3 separate regions of the Rattus norvegicus genome follow, and all the other regions are linked to region 1. The links are chromatin contacts, called in public Hi-C maps. All regions are on one chromosome and are shown on one strand. The core of a region is the stretch at or near the end of the contact, and the rest is flanking DNA. Distances in the headings are between cores, read along the strand shown.

Evidence for each region. Hi-C and Micro-C count contacts between places; a contact is called where the count stands out from the background.
Region 2: a contact with region 1 is called in a Hi-C map of the A7r5 cell line, with 4 times the contacts expected there. The contact joins the promoter of C2h4orf17 here to the promoter of Adh5 in region 1. A contact is called at or near these places in 10 of 12 Hi-C or Micro-C datasets (the A7r5 cell line, the Rat2 cell line, Schwann cells and 6 more) and 1 of 1 datasets of contacts at active chromatin or transcription factors (oligodendrocytes).
Region 3: a contact with region 1 is called in a Hi-C map of kidney, with 2.7 times the contacts expected there. The contact joins the promoter of Adh1c here to the promoter of Adh5 in region 1. A contact is called at or near these places in 3 of 12 Hi-C or Micro-C datasets (hepatocytes, kidney and liver).

Annotation. Positions count from the first base shown.
Region 1 is chr2:229,646,496-229,650,338 of GRCr8, forward strand. It overlaps Adh5 (alcohol dehydrogenase 5 (class III), chi polypeptide), which reads left to right and starts at 2,062. Exons shown (of 9, transcript NM_001126120.1): 1 at 2,062-2,088. The coding sequence starts at 2,077.
Region 2 is chr2:229,393,684-229,397,526 of GRCr8, forward strand. It overlaps C2h4orf17 (similar to human chromosome 4 open reading frame 17), which reads right to left and starts at 1,976. Exons shown (of 9, transcript NM_001134579.2): 1 at 1,745-1,976.
Region 3 is chr2:229,468,827-229,472,669 of GRCr8, forward strand. It overlaps Adh1c (alcohol dehydrogenase 1C (class I), gamma polypeptide), which reads left to right and starts at 1,877. Exons shown (of 9, transcript NM_019286.4): 1 at 1,877-1,957. The coding sequence starts at 1,940.

The sequences.
Region 1 (3,843 bases), core at 812-3,311:
GCTACCCATCTGACTCAAATCTGAGAGGAGGAGAGGAAACGCATTGATCAATCAATGTTTTAGAAAGACTGCAAGGGGGCGCATTAATTTAGAGATATGTTAGAGATTCAGGCATCTGGCATCAAATGAAATCAGGGAAGAGGCTTCCTGGACTATAGAAAATGAGAAGAGTTACAAGATTCGAGAGATAAAAGCTTAATGACAGAACAAATGCAGGGACCAAGGGAGACGGAGAAGCTGTGACTCTCAGGTTTCTGACTGGGGCAAGTAGATGGACCCTATCAACACCAAGATATAGAGAAAGGTTCGTTTAAGGAGAAAATACAAAACTAGTTTTATATAAATTGAGGTTTTTTTTCTTCTTGTTTTTTTATTTATATGAGAATGCTGGAGTTGTTTTCATGCACACTAGAAGAGGGCATCAGATCCCATTACAGATGGTTGGGAGCCACCATGTGGTTGCTGGGAACTGAACTCAGGACCCCTGGAAGAGCAGTCAGTGTTCTTTAACCCCTAACCCCTGAGCCATCTCTCCAGTCCATAAGTTGAGTTTTAAGCACGGCTTGGCACTTCCAAGCCTGGGATTTAGGAAAGCCCCCCCGACTGGAGTCAGACTCTGGTGATCATCCTATAATTATTACATAAGCCAGGATGTGTGTCAGCGTGAAGTGAGGGAAGGACTTTGAACAGTACCATGGAGAATGTCAACCCTTAAGGTGTGTTCTCAGGAAATAAGCCTTGAAAAAGAGAGAAAATGCGGTGTTTTAGTAGATACATTTCAACACAAGCAACATTTGGGATTACATCGACAAATGCAGCATCTTCGGTCTCTATACAGTTGATGTACTTTTTTTTTAACCCATTGAAGCCACAGTTACGCTGATACCAAAACCACATTAAGACCCAACAAAGAAAGAATTTCAGACCAATTTCCCTTATGAATATTGATGCGAAAATACTCAATAAAATTCTCGCAAACCAAATCCGAGAACACATCAAAAACGATCATCCATCATGATCAAAAAGGCATTTCATCCCAGGGTTGCAGGGATGGTTCAAATATATGGAAATCCATCAACGTAATCCCACCACATAAACAAATTTGAAGAAAAAAACCCACATCTCATTAGATGCTGGGGGGGGGGGGGAAGCATTTGACAAAATTCAACACCCCATAGTGTTAAAAGTCCTGGAAAAATCAGGAATTCAAGGCCCATGCCTAAACACAGTAAAAGCAATACACAGTAAACCAGTAGCCAACATCAAACTAAATGGAGAGAAACTTGAAGCATTCCCACTAAAATCAGGGACTAGACAAGGCTGCCCTCTCTCTCCCTTATTCAATATAGTACTCGGTCTACTCTTAAAAGGCGCCCATTCTGCTCCCTCGTTCCCTTCTTTCAAACTTCTCTCCGTGTCCTGTGGCCCCTGACACAACCTGGACCCTGTCTTAAACTGCTGGAATCTGAGCTGGGGCAGTTTCTAGGATGGGCAAACATCTCCCTCTTGTGTTCCAAGTTATCAGGAGTTTCAAAGTCGTACAGGGTAGCAATGTTGACTCATCCTGGACCCAGACGCGCAAACCACAAGAGTCTGCATTCGCTCAGCAGAGCGTGCGCGCGCAGGAGAAGAGAGGAAGGGGACCAAAGACAGGGACACACGAAAGCGTGGCTTGTTCTACACGGGCTTTCCGGTCACCACACCTTACACTTCTCTCACTCCTAACGTACAAAGGCTGCAGTAAAATTAGACAGGGAAATACCACAGAGATGCTTTGCAGAGACTCGAGCAAGCCAACCGGGAATAAAGAGCTTCGCTGCTCCTGTACAAACACTATAGCTTCTGCAGCAACGGAGCACAGAGGCCAATATGCAAGCCCCGCCCTTCCGGCACTAGGCCCGCCTCCCAACCAAGTCCCGCTCCACGCACAGACACCTCCTCCCGCCCCCACGTAAGCCCGCCTACATCAAGCCACGCCTCCGGCGTTCAGCCCCTCCCCTCACGCACGCCGGGCTCATACCCGGATTCCGCTACACTTTTGTACCTTTACGCTCGCTCGATCCCGAACTTGCGGACATGGCGAACCAGGTATGGAGGCGCGCGGTGGGCCGGAGCAGAGGCGGGGAGCGCCCGGGTGGCCCGCCGTTGCCCGCCGGGGAAGGCGAGCGCAGCCGCTGCGAGGGCAAGAAGGCTTTGTTTCAACCCCACGACTTGGGGAGCAGCTTTGCTTTCTGCTCTGCTCCGCGGGAGCTGGGTGGGAACAGGCCCGCGCGGGTCCCACGGAATGGAGTAACTTGCTGGGATCGCGCTTGCAGGATCAGATCTGGAGCGCAGGCGGTGCTCAAATCTACCAAGCAAAGTTAGGCTCTCCCTTCGGCCTTCGCTTTCTATGTGCAGCACCGTGTACCTGTTTTCTTCAAATCACGTTATTGACTTTCAAGTCCATCTCCAGTAAACCCATTGAGTGACTTGCAACCTTTAGCCTGTCAACACATTTCCTAAGCATCAAGTGAACTGATCAAAACCCAGCATTTCTCATTAGGTTTGGTTCCGTGGTTAGCAGTGTAAGCGCTGTGGCAGCTCCTTGCTTTAGTTGCACGATATAAAATTGCATATGGAATTGTAAACTTTCCAGGAACCACATAAAATTAATTCTAGTGGTATGTTTACCCAACCTAACACTCAGAATATTATTTCCACGATATCGGTATTTTTAAATTGAGATTTCTTCCACCCTTCGAAGCTTTCAAATTTTTACATTATACCCGACTTCAGCTCACACTTACCTCTTTCTAGTGTTCTTTCTACTCGTGGCAAATAGTTAATGCACTAATTAGCACAGTTATAAAAGATGGTTCTGGTATTTTTACACATCCTCCATTTGGATATTTCTTCGGATCCTTCCCACTGCGAAGTGTTGCACTAAAGTGATGATGTATAAGCTATCCCAAGGAAAAGATTATTAGGACGCATAATAGTAAACTTGTGATTCCTTGAATTACTCTCCAACCTAGTGACAGAACCCAGGTGGGATTTTGCTGCTCTTTGCTTGGCTTCCCCTTTGTTGTGCTGGGAATCGAATCCAGGGCCTTGTGCATTCAAGGCATGTGCTCTACCATTGAGCTACACCCCATCTTTCTTTTCTTTCTTTCCTCCTCTTCCTCTTCCTCCTCTTCTTCCTCCTCCTCTTCTTCCTCCTCTTTCTCCTCCTCCTCTTCTTCCTCCTCTTTCTCCTCCTCTTCCCCACCTGCCATCCTCCACATGCTTTAAAATATGTATGTGTGTGTGTGCCTGTGTGTGTTTATGTGCACCACATGCATGCAGGAACTTGTGGAAGCCAGAAGGCGGCACAGGCCCTCTGGAACTAGAATTACAAGTTGTGAGAGTAGGGACGCATAGGACTGAACCTGGGGTTCTCTGTAAGAGCAGTAGTTGCCCATAACCACTAAACCATCTCTTCAGCCCTTCAATTATATATATTGAATATAATATATATGTGTGTGTACATATACATACATATATATATATATATATATATTTTTTTTTTTTTTTTTTTTTTGTGGTTGATGGTATTTGGGGGTGGACGGTTTGAGATAGGATCTCTCCATGAGGGCTTATCTGTCCTGGAACTTTGAATGTAGATCTAGCCCTCCTGGAGCTCACAGAGATCCACTTGCCTATGCCCAAGTGCTAGGACTAAAAGTTCACCTCACTATATCTGGCCCTTTAACTATACATTGTTCACTATATTATTTATATGAAAGCCTAAAAACAGAGTGTGTTCTTGCATGTTCTCAAGCGGGCAGGTAGAGATCTGAGGCTGACATCAGAAGTCCTCTTCAA
Region 2 (3,843 bases), core at 726-3,225, 250 kb before region 1:
AAGAGACTGAATCTTTTTGCTGAACTCAGTATCAGATATGTTAGTGCTAAACTGACTGATGTGCACCATAGATGAATTCCATAAGCAAAGTCATGATCACTTTTACATGTAAGCCATGAATTAATTAGTTAGCAAGTAACATAGAATCAAGAGATGCATAATGAGGGGGAGCAGGAGGGAGGGAGGAGAGGGGAGGGAGACAGATAGGGAGACAGGTTCTTGCTGCATGCTATAGAAAACAATCCCCAGGCTATTTTCCCTACGTCAGGTGGTCATGCAGAAGACACAGTCTGCATTGCAGAAGACCTCTCTCAAATCACGGGGAAGCAAATGCTAACAACTACCAGCTCAACTGCGGCATCCGTGACTGTGGCTTGCAAAAGTGGCATCCAGGGGCTGTAGTTCCAGCCAGCCCAATCAAGTGAGCACACGCAATGGAGAGTGGTCTAGAACTTAACCTTGTTTTGTACTCACATTCTATTAAGAATAAGATCATTTGTAGACACACAAGAGCTTTAGCTATTTTTAGTAAGCATGCCGGCCCTTACTATTTATATGTTGTAAAACCCGCCTAAGACTTCTTCCCTAGGCAAGCATACCCCGGGGATTTCCCCAGAGAAGATCGATGAGTTCTGTTTGTACTCTACTTTGTGATGCTCTCACCGGAGAGGGAAATGTGAAGACCGTGTGTGGAATTTAATTGCACGTCACATCCATCGTTCCAAAACCTACAGCTGGGGAGATGACTAAGCCCTTAGGAGCGCTTGCTGCTCTTACAGAGGACCCAGACTCATTTCCCAGGACCTACCCTAGGCAGCTCAAAACTGCCCATAATTCCAATTTCAGGTTATCAAAAGCCTTCTGGCTTCCACAGTACTTCATGCACGTGATCCACACCTGTACATTCAGGCAAAATCCATATATTAGATAAATAAATTAATTAACTAACAGAAGTTTCAAAGACACTTTTGAAAGCAAACTTTCCTTTCTCGTGGTCTCTCAAATCTACCCATGTACCAGTAAATTATCAAATTTTATTTACAACAAGGGAAATACAATTCTTCAAAGAGAAGGGTTGAAAAAAAAAACAGTTAATGTTATTCAGAAAAATACCCTGCCCATTTGCATAACATATTAATACCGATACGTTCAAAATAGAACAGGGGCTTACAAAGGAACACACCAAGAAAGGATTAGCTGAAGGTCATCTTGTACAGCAGTTGCTGGGAACATGAACACTGCTCTCTCACTCTTCCAGCCCAGGTCCCTGAGGTTTCTTCTCATATAGGGTTCATTGCTCTGGGCACACTCTTTCTCCAAACGGAGTCCTAACACCTCCTTGTAGTCATCCCCATTGTTACCCCAGCCTCGACCACCTTCTAACCCTTTTCTTCTTTAAAGCACTCTTCATAGCGCCTGCTCTGCCCCGCTTTTTGTTTTAAATATGCCTTGATTTACCCTGCTGGTTCGTCTTTCCTGCTGGGTGCACACACCTGGTATAAACTCAGTAATTGCCGTTAAATGAGCTAGTATTTTCCCCGCACAGAACAAATGTTTCTATGAATAGCACAGTGCTGTTAGTACGATCCCCTCGGAATAAGTGACTGACTTTAAAATACAGCGTCCTTTTTCCTCAAAATGACTTACTTGGTTTCCGTATGCCTTAAAAGGCATATTTGAGACTCATAGGTAAGCGTAGCTAAAATGTTAGCAAATTTTTCTAATGATGAATAGAAAATTATACCTGAGAACAGTTTTTAAAGCAGATAAATCAACCGATAGGAACTCGGGTCTGCTGATGTCCTTCCAGCCTCATACTGGGTCTCGGCTGAGTTTTTACTTCCTTAAATCTCAGGACTTAAGGAGATTTTACCGGTGAAACAGCCGACTGTCTGACGCCTCCAAAAGAGCAAAGTGGTGTCCCTCCAGTTCTTCCCACTCTCACTCCAAAGAGCCCAGGCGCCTGCCTCCCTGGTTGTGAGGAGATACTCATAGCTTAGCAACGGAATAGCATTCTGGGAAATGTCAAGTTCCAGAACGCTGTAGCAGCCATTGCTCACAGGCCTCTATAACACAGCGTCACTATCATAGCACGGAGCATCTCTTCCTGATTTCAGATGTACCGTGGACGGGCTGCGGATCTCTGGAAAGGAGAAAAAGAAAAGGGAGAAAGAGGCACTGTGTGTGTGCTATGAGACATAAACAGCTCACTGAATGGTGCGGGTGGGGATTGTGGGAAGGTCTCACGGTCACTGGGAAGGGGTACCATTTGATTTTCAGAGGTGGGAAGGGGAGATCTGAAGGGGGCATTGAGGAAAAGAGGGTAAGAGTACCTATAACAGGAAAGAGGAGGGCTAGTAAGCAAGGAAGGGGCGGGGCAGAAGGAGAGGAGAGGGCCCCGAGGATGGGGAAGAGATGGTGGTTGGGCGGGGGTGGGGGTAGGGGTGGAGGTGGGCTGGAGAGATGGCTTAGCGGTTAAAAGTACTGACTGTTCTTTCAGAGGTCCTGAGTTCAATTCCCAGCAGCCACATGGTGACTGTAAGGGAATCTGATGCCCTCTGCTGGTGTCTCTGAAGGGAACCTCAGTGTATTCATATGCATAAAGTGAAAAAATAAATATTTTTTAAAAAACACTAGCTGGGAGCATTAACAGTGAGAAATGTAGTTCTTGTCTTCCTGAGCTCCTCAGAAACTGCATTTTAACTCCCTACCGTTTGCTATCTTGTCATGTGCAACTCCCCCTCATCCCTCTCGCCCCTCTCACCTGCTCCACAATCCTTGCCGTGAAGTCTCATAGAATTGGCAGCATACTGTTCATCAGTCCACCTCCCAACCCGTGAGCTGAACATACCTTTTTTCTTTGTAAGTTAGCTGGTCTCTTACATTTTATTAGAGCAACGTGAAACTGACCGGGGGCATAAATACATTAAGAATGTTTATATGTGTAGCACAAACAATTTAATAGTGTTGTGGGGTTTCCACAGGAGAAGACTGCTCGGACATGGGTTTAAATCAATAGAAAGTTCTTTATTAGTCAGCCTATAACCTATACCGAGTGTTGGGGATCCCAGTGTAGCACCAAGCCCTTCTTAGGGTGAGCTTCTAAGCACAAAACCATGTCCTGGGCTGACGCTCTTCAGTTAACAAAGACAGCCAGAAGCAGAACCAGAGACTCCCAAAAGCAAGGTCAGTGCACTTGGTGACTTTCCCAGAATTATGGCCTTTGATGGATTAGGTCTTTGCTTCAGTTATGGCAGGCGGTGCTGTCTCTATGCTGAGTTTTACGGCCTGAATAGCACTTTCATCATGGAGCCAGTTGTGCTAAGGTCTGTGGACCCACTAAGGGCTAGCGCCCTGCTACAACTGGAAAAGGGATGGGCATTATGCATGGGAATTTTACAAGAGCAAAGCTGTGGACTTGCATAACAAATAGGTCTTTGTGGGTGACTGGAAATAAGCAAACTGAAACTACCTTATAACACCAAGTGTTCTGGAGTGTGTGTCCACCACGATAACTCACATCCAATGTCGCTAGCATTGAAACTAGGTACAATCACTGCTATATCCAACTCCACATTCGGACAGAATGGAAAGCTCAGAAACTCCACCTTAGCGCCAACATTTATACTCGAGCACAAGACCACTAAGGGGAGTGTGTCCGCAGAGGGACCAAGGCTTGGATTTCAGGTAGAGAACGGATTCGGCGTGACAGACAGACACAAACTTGAGGTGTGTGCTGCTGGAAGCTTTACTTCTTGGCATAGATTTAAGCAGTTAGAGCAGGTGCATCACAATTGGCAGTCATCCAGCTCTTATTCATCACCCCACCAAATGTCCCTTGCA
Region 3 (3,843 bases), core at 627-3,126, 180 kb before region 1:
CTTCTGATATCCTATGGTGCACACCCATTACTGTCTGAACACAGTAATCCAGTGAGTCTTTCAAAGGTGTTGGACTTAGTGGACTCCTGGATACTATCCAGACCTTTCATTGCAAACAAAGATGGGTGGTCGAGGGTGACAACCATCTGGGAGAGGTACATGTGACCTCTAGTTGACTCTCTACGCTTACATCATTAAAATTGAACCCAGACAACAGTATTGTTTCTCTGACCACCCTTGAGACGTGTACACCGTATGCTTATGGATATGCGGTGACCAGCTATGTTTAGTAAGGAGTGGTGTGCACTATGGTTCACTAGTGTTGATAGAAGGCTTGATATTCAACAAAAGTCAAATGTGAGTTCTTGTTCTCAAGTTCATGACACTAAACAAAGGACAGTGAAGAGATGCCTTACGTGACGTTTTGTCCCATTGGCCCAAACTGTCATTCTTTATACTAATCCAAGTGCATGCTCTCCCTACGCCTCCCCTGGGTCTTCGGTCACCCTTTTCTACTAGCACTTGCTATATAGTCAACCCGTATGCCTGTGTGCCTTTCACCTCCCAGTGTGTTGTGAGTCTATCTTCACAGACGGCGGTCTAGCTATAATTCATGGTGCTGTCTTCCACCCATGTGGTCCCACGGTAGGCTGCGTGCTTACTGCTTTATCTATTCTTTGAAATGGCACTCTTCTTCACCTCTATCTTACAGAAAAGGAAACTATGGCAAAGAGCGGTGAGATTTGTCCAGGCTCTCTCAGCAAGAAGGAATAGACGATGCTATAACCACTATCTCTTGGCAGGAGTGGAGTTCATCTCTTACTCATGACTGCCACCCCTGGGCCAGCTCCATGCCTGCAGGCTCTCAGTCAGCCATAGAGTCAGCCTGGGGTTGTGCTGCAGAAAGACCAGGGGCCTCAGCACCTGGCTGCGACTGAAGGTGTGTTTCTGCTTTGAAGAACGGAGGCCAAACCTCCTTTCCCTGAAATGAATGTCTGTCTGTCTGTCTGTCTGTCTGTCCATCAGTCCTGCCACCTTGTCTCTCCTCTTCACTGTGCACATTGTGGACTCTAAGTGGTAGGTTTGTTCTGTTGAGTAAAAGGAAACAGTGCTCTAACCTGACCAAGTGCAGTTGAGAAAGGGGAAGAGAGGACTGAGAGACAGGGAGATAAAAGAGAAAGGAAGCGTTAAGTATAATAAAAACAAAATATGCTTCCCCCACCCCCCGACATCTTAGTGTGGTTGCAGTGGTCCACACTACTCTGTGAACTTCGCCATGCCGCCCAAAGACGACAAGAAGAAGAAGGATACCGGAAAAACGGCCAAAAAAGACAAAGACCCAGTAAATAAATCTGGTGGCAAGGCCAAAAAGAAGAAGTGGTCCAAAGGCAAAGTTTGGGACAAGCTGAACAATCTTGTCCTATTTGACAAAGCTACTTAGGACAAACTTTGTAAGGAAGTTTCCAACTGTAAGCTTATTACTCCAGCTGTGGTCTCCGAGAGACTGAAGATTCGAGGTTCCTTGGTCAGGACCTACTTAGTAAAGGACTTATCAAGCTGGTTTCAAAGCACAGAGCCCAAGTAATTTACACCAGAAACACAAAAGGTGGAGCTGCCCCAGCTGCTGGTGAAGATGCATAAACAGATTCAATTGGCTGTACATTTGGGAAAATAAAACTTTATTGAATCAAAAAAAAAAAAAAGTGCCCAATAGCACATTCCCAGAGCAAGATTTGCCTGACAGGCCAGAGCCCTTTGTTTTAACTTAACTTGCAGTGAGAATAAACTGATGGGTGTGTCGTCGTGAAGGGCTAGATCACATGTGGGATCAGCTGACACCCCAGCAAATAAAATCTGTGTGCAACTTTGGCCCAGTTCACTGCAGGAGGGAAGAAGTCTACGAGGATCCATCCATTTCCTGCCCACAGCGAAGGACAGCATGAGCACAGCTGGAAAAGTAAGGAAAAATACCTCACCCTTGGAAATATATTCTCATTGATATGTGAAGAGATGCAGAATCCTAACTTAGAAATGACAGGCACGCTGGGGTCTGGTGCAGCTTGACTGCTACTAAGTATCTTTAATGAGAGGGTATAGCGTCTAGGTTTGTGAATGCCTTCATTTCCTCATTAACTCTGTAGGACTTTTTCCAAGCCAATGGTGACTGCTTTGCAAATAGAAAGTTTTTAGGTCTTTTATCGAAAGTCTGTATTTATCTTAAGATACCAACAATGTGCTGTCCTTCGTAATCATATTTTATTATGAACACAGGAACGTTAAATCGGACAAGAGTTTCATATGAGGAATTTGCTTCAGGGAATTTAGTACTGTCCTCCTTGCCTTTAGATAAAATTTCTAACAAGAGGTGGATTGATTGGAAAGCTTTAAAGTCACTCACAGTGAGATTTATGGTGCAAATTGTGACTTGAAGGACTCCGTGACTCACGGATTACTACAGAAATTCTATAAACAGTCTCTTTCCTGTTTAAAAAAAAATCCAGATTTTATGGGAAATTAAATCTAATAAAAGCAGAATCGGTTGTTGACACTAAGAATGCACACATATGGCACAGAGTTTTCTACAGAGTCACACTCACTTGTTCAGTCTGTTCATGGTCCCACCAGAACGGCAAGCAGTCACTCAGTATAATTAATTGATCCCCGCTATCTAATTGCTTAATTACATAAGGCTATGTTTCTGTTGGCACAGAGGCTACTCTAGTCAAAAGTCCAACAGCTCGGAGCGAGAACCAGGTGTCCGAAATTGCAGAGGTTTCTGTAAACACCGTGTGACAGGATTCCTTAGTTTTATTCCAACTTGCTTTGCATGCTGGTTATGTTTAGGACGCCATATTACATTTCAAAGAAAAGTAGTTAGGAAAAAAGTTAAGCTGAAAGTTCTAACTGAAAAAGTGAAACAAAAAAAAAATAGTGAATTCATATCAATCAAACAAGAAGTGAGGGAACAGAGACACCTGAGTCTTAGGTACAGGGGTCAATGACAGTGCCACGATGATGTTTAGTTTATGTTTGTCCTGCCTAGAACAGCAAAGTAGTGATGTAGACAGGTATGGTCGAACATCCCTAAAATCCTGGGACTAGGAAGGACAAGACAGAAAAGTCCCTAGCTTAAGGCCAGCCTGGGCTGCTTATTAGATTATTTTTCTCAGAAATCTAAAGCCGGGGGCTGGAGAGATGGCTCAGCGGTTAAGAACACTGACTACTCTTCCAGAGGTCCCTGAGTTCAACTCCCAGCAACCACATGGTGGCTCACAACCATCTGTAATGAGACCTGATGCCCTCTTCTGGTGTGTCTGAAGACAACTACAGTGTACTCGCATACATAAAATAAATAAATATATCTTTAAAAAAAAAAGAGTCCTCTTTCTTTTTCTCTCTCTCTAATCTCTCTCTCCAATAATTTATAAAAAAAAAGAAAGAAAGAAAGAAAGAAAGAAAGAAAGAAAGAAAGAAAGAGAGAGAGAAAGAAAATAAGAAAGAAAGAAAGAAAAGAAATCTAAAGCCGGGGGTTAACTCTGTGATAGAGTACTTGCCCAGATAGCACGAAGTTCTAGGTTCTGTCCTCAGTGCTTGAAAAACAAATCATTATATATTTGCACTTAACAATCTTTCTGAGAATAGTACCAGTGACATCAAGAAAACAAGCAAGCAGTCAGAAAAACAGTGTGAGCTCAGCAGCACCCGCACCACTTCTGCTAGGTGTGTTACAGTAACCTGCATTTTCCTGACCTCGGGCTAAGGAGTCACACGTTTTTTTTAAAGGCACTTTAACTCTTTGTAAATCAGAACTGTCTGTTTCTATGTAACACTTACTGAGTGGCA